Linked DNA regions of Oryctolagus cuniculus: region 2 is linked to region 1. The links are chromatin contacts, called in public Hi-C maps. All regions are on one chromosome and are shown on one strand. The core of a region is the stretch at or near the end of the contact, and the rest is flanking DNA. Distances in the headings are between cores, read along the strand shown. Region 1 has its middle 13 kb from the start of MAFB. Region 2 has its middle 410 kb from the start of MAFB.

Region 1 (4,609 bases), core at 1,266-3,765:
ATTTATTTCTTCTTAATCATGAACTTAATTTAGCTGCTAATCAGGTTACCATGGTGACGTGCACTGGATTTATAGCAGTTTCCTAAAGCGCCTTTTCCCCACTCTTTGGGTAAACGAATAAAATTTGGGTGATGCACAAGGCACATAAATATTGGCTGTCCTAGAAAAGGGTCCGGTACCTCTGTTTTGTGTTTGCCTTCTGCACTACCTAATGTGCTGAAGAAAGAGCCAGGAACCAGGGCAGACCCTAGGTTCCCCTCTTCTGCCCTCCCTTTGGAACCTCCAGTGGATCCCTATCGCCAGCCAGGTAAGGGCTGAGATCTCTGTCCCCCTAGTCTCAGCTCCCTGATGGTGGAGCTCCCTGTCCCACCGTGCTGTTTCTGGCTTGGCTGTGCTTCTGTGTCTTTGCTGGTACTGTGTCCTGGGCCTCAGAGCCCTTCCCAGGGCACAGGGGAGCCTCAGCTCTCAGCAAGTGACCAAAGGTTAACTCCTCTCTCTGCTGTCCTGGGAGCTGCCGTGGCCACCCCCTTCCCAAGGTGCTATTTGAGGACATCTCTGAGACTCTGAATGGCCCCACTACAGGCTGTTGAGGGTGGGGAGGGAATGACCCTGGCCAGCCCAGGGGAGCCGGGCAGGGAGGCAGCAGGAGAGGAAATGAGCAGGTGGCATTTTTCACAGCTGTCTCTTTCCCTAGGTGGCTAGGGGCCCTCAGTGTCTCCCTTCTGTGTCTCACTCCCTGGGCTGGCTCTAAAGCACTTCTGCCTTGAGCCAACCGGAAGCTCCCCTGTGGCTCCCAGGTTTTCCCTGAGGACCTTGGGGCGGGCTGCCAATCAGCCCTGGGATCGGCCACAGTCCATTAGTGACTGCCTAGGGCTCGAGGTGCCAACGGAGCCCCCAGGCAGCGGCGCCGGCTCAGCTCAGGGGACTCAGAGCCTCCTCCCATTATCACCTAGTCCTTTGCAATCAGACAAACTGGACTACAGGAGCTGCTTCCATAGCTCAGATGTCCCCACCCGGTGCTGGCTCCCTGGGCCTCCCAGGCACCCTCCGGGTCTGAGCGCAGGTGTAGACTCAACGACAGATGGAGAGGTCACCTCAGAACCTCCCTGGTGCTGAGAGGCGCAGCCCGGCCACTCTGCAGCAACCCCCACTGTAGGTGAGCCTGGGTGAGCTCGTTCCGGGGCCTCGCTGCCCGCGCGGCCCTCAAAGCAGGTGCACTGGCACCAGTGATCACAGCCTGATTCCACCCCCGGCCCTCCTGAAACCATGTTCGAGTCCTGGCTCTGCACTTTGATTTTTGCTTCAAAACTGAGACCGGAAGGGAGCACAGGGCAGTTCCCAGAATGCCTTTGGGAGGTGGGGGGAGGCAGGGCTTGGCAGTCACAGATGCTCATGGTAGTGGCTGAGAAGGGCGTGTCCATGAGATGCCAGGCGGACTCTGCCTGGCTGAGGCAACTTCCACCAGTGTGTTTGTCCATTTGTGCCCTCAGAGGCGTTTTCTGGCCAAACTGATTGCAATGCAGGGGGTCCTGAGGTGGGAGGCAGAAGGACAAGGACAGGCACAGGCACGTGGGCACAGAAGAACCCAGAAAGCCAGACACAGTCTCCCAAGGCTCGAAGAGTCTGAGATTCTAGTCCAGGCTCAATGGCACTCGTACTGTGTGATCTTGGGAAACTCACTTAACCTCTCTGGTCTTTAGGAGAGTTTTCCTGGGGAGATTAAATCCCGCCTAGGGGGCTAGCACTATGGCATAGTGGGGAAAGCCACTGTGGGCAATGCCGGCATCCCTATGGGTGCCAATTCATGTCCCGGCCACTCTACTTTCAATCTAGCTTCCTGCAGTCGGCCCAGGGAAGGCACTGGGGGCTGGCCCAAGTGCTTGGGCCCCTGCCACCCACAAGGGGGACCCAGATGGAGCTCCTGGCTTCAGCTTGGCCCGGCCCTAGCCATTGTGGCCATCTGGGGGAGTGAGCCAGTGGGTGGACCACATCTCTCCATCCTCCTCTCTAACTCTGACTGTCAAATAAATAAATGTATCTTTTCTTTAAAAAATTCCACCTAAATGACAGTAGGACCTTATGTTCCCCAGACCCCTCTCCAGCACATGAGCTGCTCATACTCAGGCCCATGTAAGAGCAGTGAGGGGAGAGATCATGATTTTGATAGCTCAGAGTAAAGCACGGTGACACCACACACACACACACACACACACACACACCACTCACAGTGAGGGCTGCCTCATTCTATTCCTGCTCATCCCTCAGGGTGGGAACTGGCAGGTGCCCACGGCCTGAAAGGTCTCCTCCAGCAGGACAGCAGGGAACTCCCTCTCACTTCACGTGTTTAAAGGCTGGGTCAGATCTGCCGTTTACGAACTGTGTGTCCTTGGGCAAGTCTCCTAGCCTTTCTGTGTCTCCTCTCCCTCATATGTGAGACGGGACCTACGGTAGCCTGTGCCTCCCTGGAGATCAGGAGGATTAAGTGAGTCAATACCCCGTAGGCACTTAGTGTTGTGTGTTCATGCCTGTGCCAAGCACTTCCGCTGGTGTTAGTCCTCAGAGCTACCTTCACCAGCAGTGTCTTACTCTCAGGAAACTGAGATGTGCAGAAGTGAAGCCTCTCACCTGGACCTGGTGCTCTCCGTCAGTGCACATGGCCTCAGACCTTACTACGCTCACTTCCACGCCATATGAGTCATGTTCCTCCCTGACTTGTTTTGCAAAACAAGTTCATAGAGCAATGGAAACAGACAGGAGCGGGGAGTTAACGAAGGGCAGGGTGAGCCACGGATCAGCGTTAATGCTGTTAGGGGAGAGACGACCAGACATTGGGAAGCGATACAATGGCGAGTGCACAGCACCAGCTACCGAGTTTCTGGCCACAAATCGAATGCGGTCCTGAGTTTCTGGGAAACACAGGGGATGGAGGAACATGTTAAACACCACCACAAGGAGGCACTCGGTGAATCCAGACCGTGAAACGCCTACAGGATAAATGACCCAGACTCACGGAGGAATAAATGGGATTTTAAAAAAGATAAATGGATGGCATTGTGAACAAAGAAATAAATGATGTTTCAAAATGAGAGGAGGAAAGGGGAGACAGTTAAAAAGAAGCTTAAGAAACATATTAATCAAATGCAATGTTTATAGCCTGCCTCAACCAACTAAATGCAAAATGACATTTTTGAGACAACTGGGAATATTCAAATGGTGACATGAGCTATTAAAGGAATTGGTTTAAAAATTGTTTTTGGAGCTAAATGTGATGTTTTGGTTATGCTAACAAACTCTTAGGGCCTTATCTATCAGCAATGCCCCCTAAAGTATTTATGTATGAAACGAGATGACTTCTGCAGTTTGTTTTTGTTTTAAATACTCTGACAGTTTGTTGTCATTCTCTCTTCTTTTGAATGTTTGAAAACATTCACAATAAAAAGCTTAAAAGAAAAACAAAAGGCCGAGGTGGGGGAAGATCACCAAGAAGGAAGAGCTGCAGCTGCAAGTGAGAGAAACAGGGGCACTGAGTGAGGCACAGCCCCCGAGGTGGGAGGGGCTGAGAGGGCTCCCCGGCTGCTCGGCCATCCAAGAGGTAGTGTGCCCCTCCCACCCATTCTCAGGCCACCTGAAGGAAAGGGAGGCTTTGTACACCACCACATATTCATTCACTCACTCCCTCACTCACTGTTCAACCCATTCATCCATCCATGCACCATTTGTTCAGTCAACTCTCCTATTTGTTGAAAACCCACAGTGAACCAGACCCTGAGAAAGGCACCAAGACACAAGGTGACCATCCTGTCCTCACAGTGCTGACCCCTGGGGTACAGGCTCAGTCTGTGACCATACAACTGTATCCTCACAAGCCAAAGTCTGAGTGAGGAGTTTGACAAGGGGGCACTGAGTGGAGCAGGTGAGAGACAGGGTCAGGGAAGGTTTGTCTACAACATTGAAGCTGAGACTTGAACCACGAGGAAACCACAGACCAAATGAAGAGTTCAGGGCAGGGCAATGGGACAAAGAGAACAGTCAGAGCAAATGCCCCTTGGCTGGCGCTGCGGCTCACTAGGCTAATCCTCCACCTGCGGCGCCGGCACCCTGGGTTCTAGTCTCGGTTGGGGTGCCGGATTCTGTCCCGATTGCCCCTCTTCCAGGCCAGCTCTCTGCTGTGGCCCGGGAGTGCAGTGGAGGATGGCCCAAGTGCTTGGGCCCTGCACCGGCATGGGAGACCAGTAGGAAGCACCTGGCTCCTGGATTCGGATCGGCACAGAGTGCCAGCCGTAGCGGCCATCTGGGGGAGTGAACCAATGGAAGGAAGACCTTTCTCTCTGTCTCTCTCTCACACTGTCTAACTCTGCCTGTCAAAAAAAAAAAAAAAAAAAAAAAAAAGCAAATGCCCCAGGGCCAGAAGGAGCCAGGGATTTTTTTTCTGGGATGTTCAGGGCACAGGAGTAGCTAGAGCAGAATGAGGGAGCAGGGAGGAGACCTACAGGCAGTGGGACACCGGGGGCTCCGAGCTGCTACTCTGGAATCGAGGGAAACCTCTGTGCCATACACAGAACAGGCCTTGTAGGGGACGTGGAATGAAAGTGCTCTGCGTAGGAATTCC
Region 2 (4,609 bases), core at 932-3,431, 430 kb before region 1:
AAATAAAAAAAGATGTGGGCTCAGCTGAACTGTGGTCTCGGTCTCAGCCTCAGCCCACAGGTAGCTCCAGATCCTGAATGGCACCAAAGGGAGTTCCCAGCCTGGGGTGAGAGTGACAGATTTTTCTCCTCTGATAGTAGTTGGCCATTGGCTGGCTCCTGACCCATTCCTGGGGAGATGTAGCTTTCCAGGCATTTCTGGGTGAGACTGCTCACAGACCCCAGAGTCATGTTCTGAAGAAGGATCCACTGTGAGACACAAACACAGCTCCCAGTAAAGGGGATCTGAGCAGGGGACCAAGGGAAAGTGCGAGGACACAGAGACAGATTGTTCAATTAGCCATTCGAACTGGAGTGGATTTAGGAAGTCACCTCTCTTATTTGTAATCCAATACAGAAGGGTTGCTTATTCAATCAGCAAATATTTATTCAATGCAAACTACGTTCCTGGCAGTGGGATTGAGGCTGGAGATTTAAGGGTGAACAAAATCAGATGCAGGACCCCTGCACTGAGGAGTTTACATTCCAACCAAGGAGACAGACATTCACCAAATACTCCCATAAATAAACACAAATTTGCAACTGTGATGGTGAAAAGAGGGAAAAGAAGCATAGCACTCTTGGGAGTGAAGAGAAGACAATGATTGACAAGGAGGCCCCAGCGGGCTTCCCCAAGTAACTAAGGAGGAAGCAGAGATCTGAGGCGTAAGTCTGGGCTTGCTCCTTGTAAGCAGTGGGTGACAGAGACGCGAGAGGGTCTAAATCTCACCTGGGATCCAGCTGCAGGACAGGCCTGTGTGTGGACACTCATCTCTGAGGCCAGTGCAGCGGGATGGCTCTCGCAGGCCATGGATCCATGAAATGAGGAAGCAAGGACGCTTTTCTTTGCTCTTTGAAGAACAGCACTTGGAAGGCAGGCCAGGCCTCCTAGGTTTCTACTAAGCTTCTATTTTGAAAACAAGACTGTTTTTATGTTCTTCCTATTTTCTGAGATTGGTTGCTTTCTGTTTTTCTTTGATGTTTAGTGAAGTGCCTTTAGAAAATCCCTGTCTTATTTAGCTGTGCCAAGGAAAGGGAGGCGTGTCCTTACTAAGTCCACCCAGCTCAACGCAGGGGGAATGATGGATTTCCAAATATATACATGCAGATATACGCAAACGGGTGTTTATATTGCACATAGATGTGTGTGATCCTGCTACACGTATGTATGCAGGCCTGTGTGTGTGTGCACGCTTGTTTGCATGTAAGTGACGCATGGATGCAAGCGTGTGGTGCCTTCTCCGAGTGTGTACGTGTGTGTTTGTGTGCCTGTTTTGGTGATCAGGGCTGCTGTGGGGTGGCGGAGAGTGGAGGTGGGGGTAAGAACGCACAGGGCCAGGCAGGGAGGGAGGAGGAGGCGAAGGAGGAGGGAAGTGCTCCTTGCTGCTGCTCAGCCCATTATTAAAGAGAAACAACATTCCCAGCAGGAGGCAGAAGGGCAATAAAACCGGTGGCTCCACAATTTATGATGCTAACTGAGATTCCATAGTTGGAAGCAAGACTATCCCTGGAGCACCAAGGTCAACAAGCCAGCAATACCCTGGCTTCCAAAGAGCTCCCCCGTGCCCACCTATTAATCAGCCCATTGCTGAAAATGCACCAATGAGCTCTGCTCTGGAAACATCATTAATAAGCAGGGACAGGCCAAATGGCGGAGAATTCCAGGATAAGGGCAGGAAGGCAAGGAAAAAAATATTTATATACACATATGTGCGTGTTTGTGTATGGGGTGTAGCCTATTATATATACTGGGCCATCTATTACAGAGGTCATATTTAAGTGTGTCTATTCATTCTCCATATATTTTATATTATATGAGAAATTTCCAGGCTTTAGATCCCTGCCAGATGGAATTAGAGCAATTGTTCTCTGTCGAGACTTTGGGAAATTAATGAGGTTCGCAAGCAGAGCCATGAGAAAATAGAAATTTTTTTTTCTTTAAAAAAAAAAGAAAAAGAAAAAAAGAAGTGCCCAGTTTCCAAAAATATAGCAGCCACAATCCCAGAGAGAGCGATCAGTTTAGTGGCTAATCTTGAGGCCCGGCAGTGGCCCTAGCCTATCTTTTGGGTTATTGCGATTCTGAATGGAGCTTTAATCAGCTTAGCCCAGCCCGGGCGCCATGGGCCTGCGGGCAAAGGGCATTTCCCTACAGACCCACTGGAAACTGTCTCCTCCGCTCTAAATAAACGGTTCCTCTGTCTCCAGCTCCGTTCTGGAGTGCACAGCTTAACTTTCTTTTGTGTGCAGGAGAGAAGGAAGCGATGGGGAGGGAGCCTGTGCCCTCTGAACCCCAAAGGGAAGAAGTGCGCATTCTGTTTGTATCAAGGCTGTGATACTGTCTGAAAGTTTGGACCCCAAACAGGAATTCTCAGCCCCGAAAATGTGTTTCTGTTTTACTGTTCTATCATCCAAACGTTTCCTGGATGCTCTGTTCCCGTCAAGGACCACCCTGAAAAGGAACTCCGTGCCACTTTTGTCACTCTCCAAGCCCCACGGGACGAGCTTTGGCCAATATGGCGACCTCCCATTCTGATGGCTTCCCTCACAGGATGCAGCGGGTGGGGAAAGGAGAGCCTGGTGCTGAGTCCACGCCTCGCTCCGATAAGCCAGCTGCTCCCAAGAAAGCCACCGCTGGCGCTGGCTCCCTGCCTCCCTCTGCTCTGGCCTCTGCCTCCAGCTGGGAACAGGAAGGACTTTGTGTCAGCAATCACCCCCCAAGGGTGTTTTCCTATTGCTTCACAGACCTCAGCACCAGAGAGGCCATCTCTTTGCCCAGCTCCGTGGCTGCCTGCAGTCCTGCCTCCGAGGGATTTACAGTGTGCTGTGTTTGGTCTGCAACAACAGACAATGGTTCTGAAACAGTCTTCCAAGGGGATCACAGTGACAGCATGTGGAGGGGCACGGAGAGATTCCTCTCTAGCTGGGAGGACTGAGATGAGAGGGGTGAGTTATGTCATCTGCCACTCATTGACCATGTACTGGCCTGCCAGCCCTGTGTGGGAAACGTATCTATCACATCGTATCCTTTGATGAAATGGAGACTTGATCTGTCATTTCCCCACATCGAAGAACTGCCGGGGGAGTCTGCATTCAGATCAGACTGACCTGGCTTGCGTTCTCTGTCCCCAGGAGCACTGTTTTGGGGTCAAATCAAATGTCAGTGCTTCTGGGAGACCAAGACAAGCGCACTGCATTTGGTCCTCCTCAGATGGAAATGGGTCCTGTCAATCACCACGTTGTAGAAAAAGAGACCAGAACCCAAGTCATAAAGTGATCTTTGTCCTGTGTCTGTGAGCTGCAAACAGAGGGATGGGGAGGGGAGGAAGGGAAGAAGGGAGGAGGGAGGAAGAGCGTTCTCTTCCTGCTCCTGTCTCTGCACCCAGGGTCCTCACCTGCCTCGCTGAGTGAGCGCCCAAGGCTCCTGCTCAGCTCCCAGGGCTGTCAAGATGAATTCGTTCATTCCATTGCCCCAAGCACATCCTGAGCCAGGAGATGGCAATTGGAGGACCAAAGGCAGGCTGCCTGCAAGACCCAAGCTCAGTGCTCAACCTCAGACACTGGTCTTGCCATGGGAGACCCCAAGAAGGCCAGGCATTCTGCGCCCACACCAGCCACAGGCAGACCGAGCGCAGCTTCCTGGTCTGGGGCCCCTAGAACGGGTCCCGAGTCCCAGACTTTCTGGAGAGAAACACCAAAAAAGCAGGACAGCAGCTGCTTGTATTGTTTTATTTCTTGATTTATTAAGGCTAGAGGAGGGTCCATAGTGAGCCCTGTGGCTGCTGAGATAGGAAGTATGTTTGATGAATCGAAGAGCTTGGGTTTTAATTAAAAACCCTGGCTTTTCTGATCTTAACAGGACAATCTGGAGACCACACAATCCAACCTCCAAAGCAGTTTTGGGGGACGTGAGTTTGAGTCCCTCCTAACAGTTTTGTGACTTTGAACAGGGTAGGTTTTTTGGTGCTTTGGTTTGCCCATTAACATAGTAAATTTTGTTGATTAACTTGTTACAAACGCTGGATTCTTCCAACTCAGCTCTAAGCAGAAGCTTTGGAGACCAAGATGTCTTCGTTGTTCAGATCGCTGTGCCGCGGGAAGCGACAGGCAAGGCGTGTTCTGAAAAGGGCTGCAGCTACCACAGCAGGCGCTTCATGGGATGAATCCAGTTTCACTCTCACCTCACAATCTTCAGCCCACAGAGGAGCGAGCTTCGGAGAGATCGCAGTGTCCTGAACTCACACAGCCTTGCAGTGTGGAGCTGCTCGGCTGCTCGTCCACCCCTGGTCTGTGTCCATGACTCTCTCTGACCCCTGGCACCCCACGTACACATCGTTACAATGTCCCCCCAAACAACGGATGAGTCCTCCTGGGGTCCCTGGCACTCTGGTTTTCTTGCTCTGCACCACTTCTATTTACAAATGGAGCCCGCTTGCTCTCCTGCCCCATTTACTCACAAATTAACGTCTTGTATCCAACTGTTCACTCATCTCCACCCATCTAAGTCAAAACGCCCACAGGTCACTTCTGTCTCCTTCTCACTCGAAGACAAATGCCCCAAGCTTGTCCTTGGG

The links. A called contact is a pair of places that touch in the nucleus more often than the background predicts.
Region 2: a contact with region 1 is called in a Hi-C map of liver, with 6 times the contacts expected there. The contact joins two enhancer-like sites. A contact is called at or near these places in 3 of 6 Hi-C or Micro-C datasets (ear pinna, liver and skin fibroblasts).

The regions. Positions count from the first base shown.
Region 1 is chr11:18,243,482-18,248,090 of mOryCun1.1, reverse strand. No RefSeq gene overlaps it. Among named protein-coding and RNA genes, the nearest start is that of MAFB, 13 kb to the left of the region's middle. Within about 2 kb of position 2,515, at least 1 of the 8 cell types and tissues checked has an H3K27ac peak or open chromatin away from gene starts, as enhancers often do.
Region 2 is chr11:18,668,958-18,673,566 of mOryCun1.1, reverse strand. No RefSeq gene overlaps it. Among named protein-coding and RNA genes, the nearest start is that of MAFB, 410 kb to the right of the region's middle. Within about 2 kb of position 2,181, at least 1 of the 8 cell types and tissues checked has an H3K27ac peak or open chromatin away from gene starts, as enhancers often do.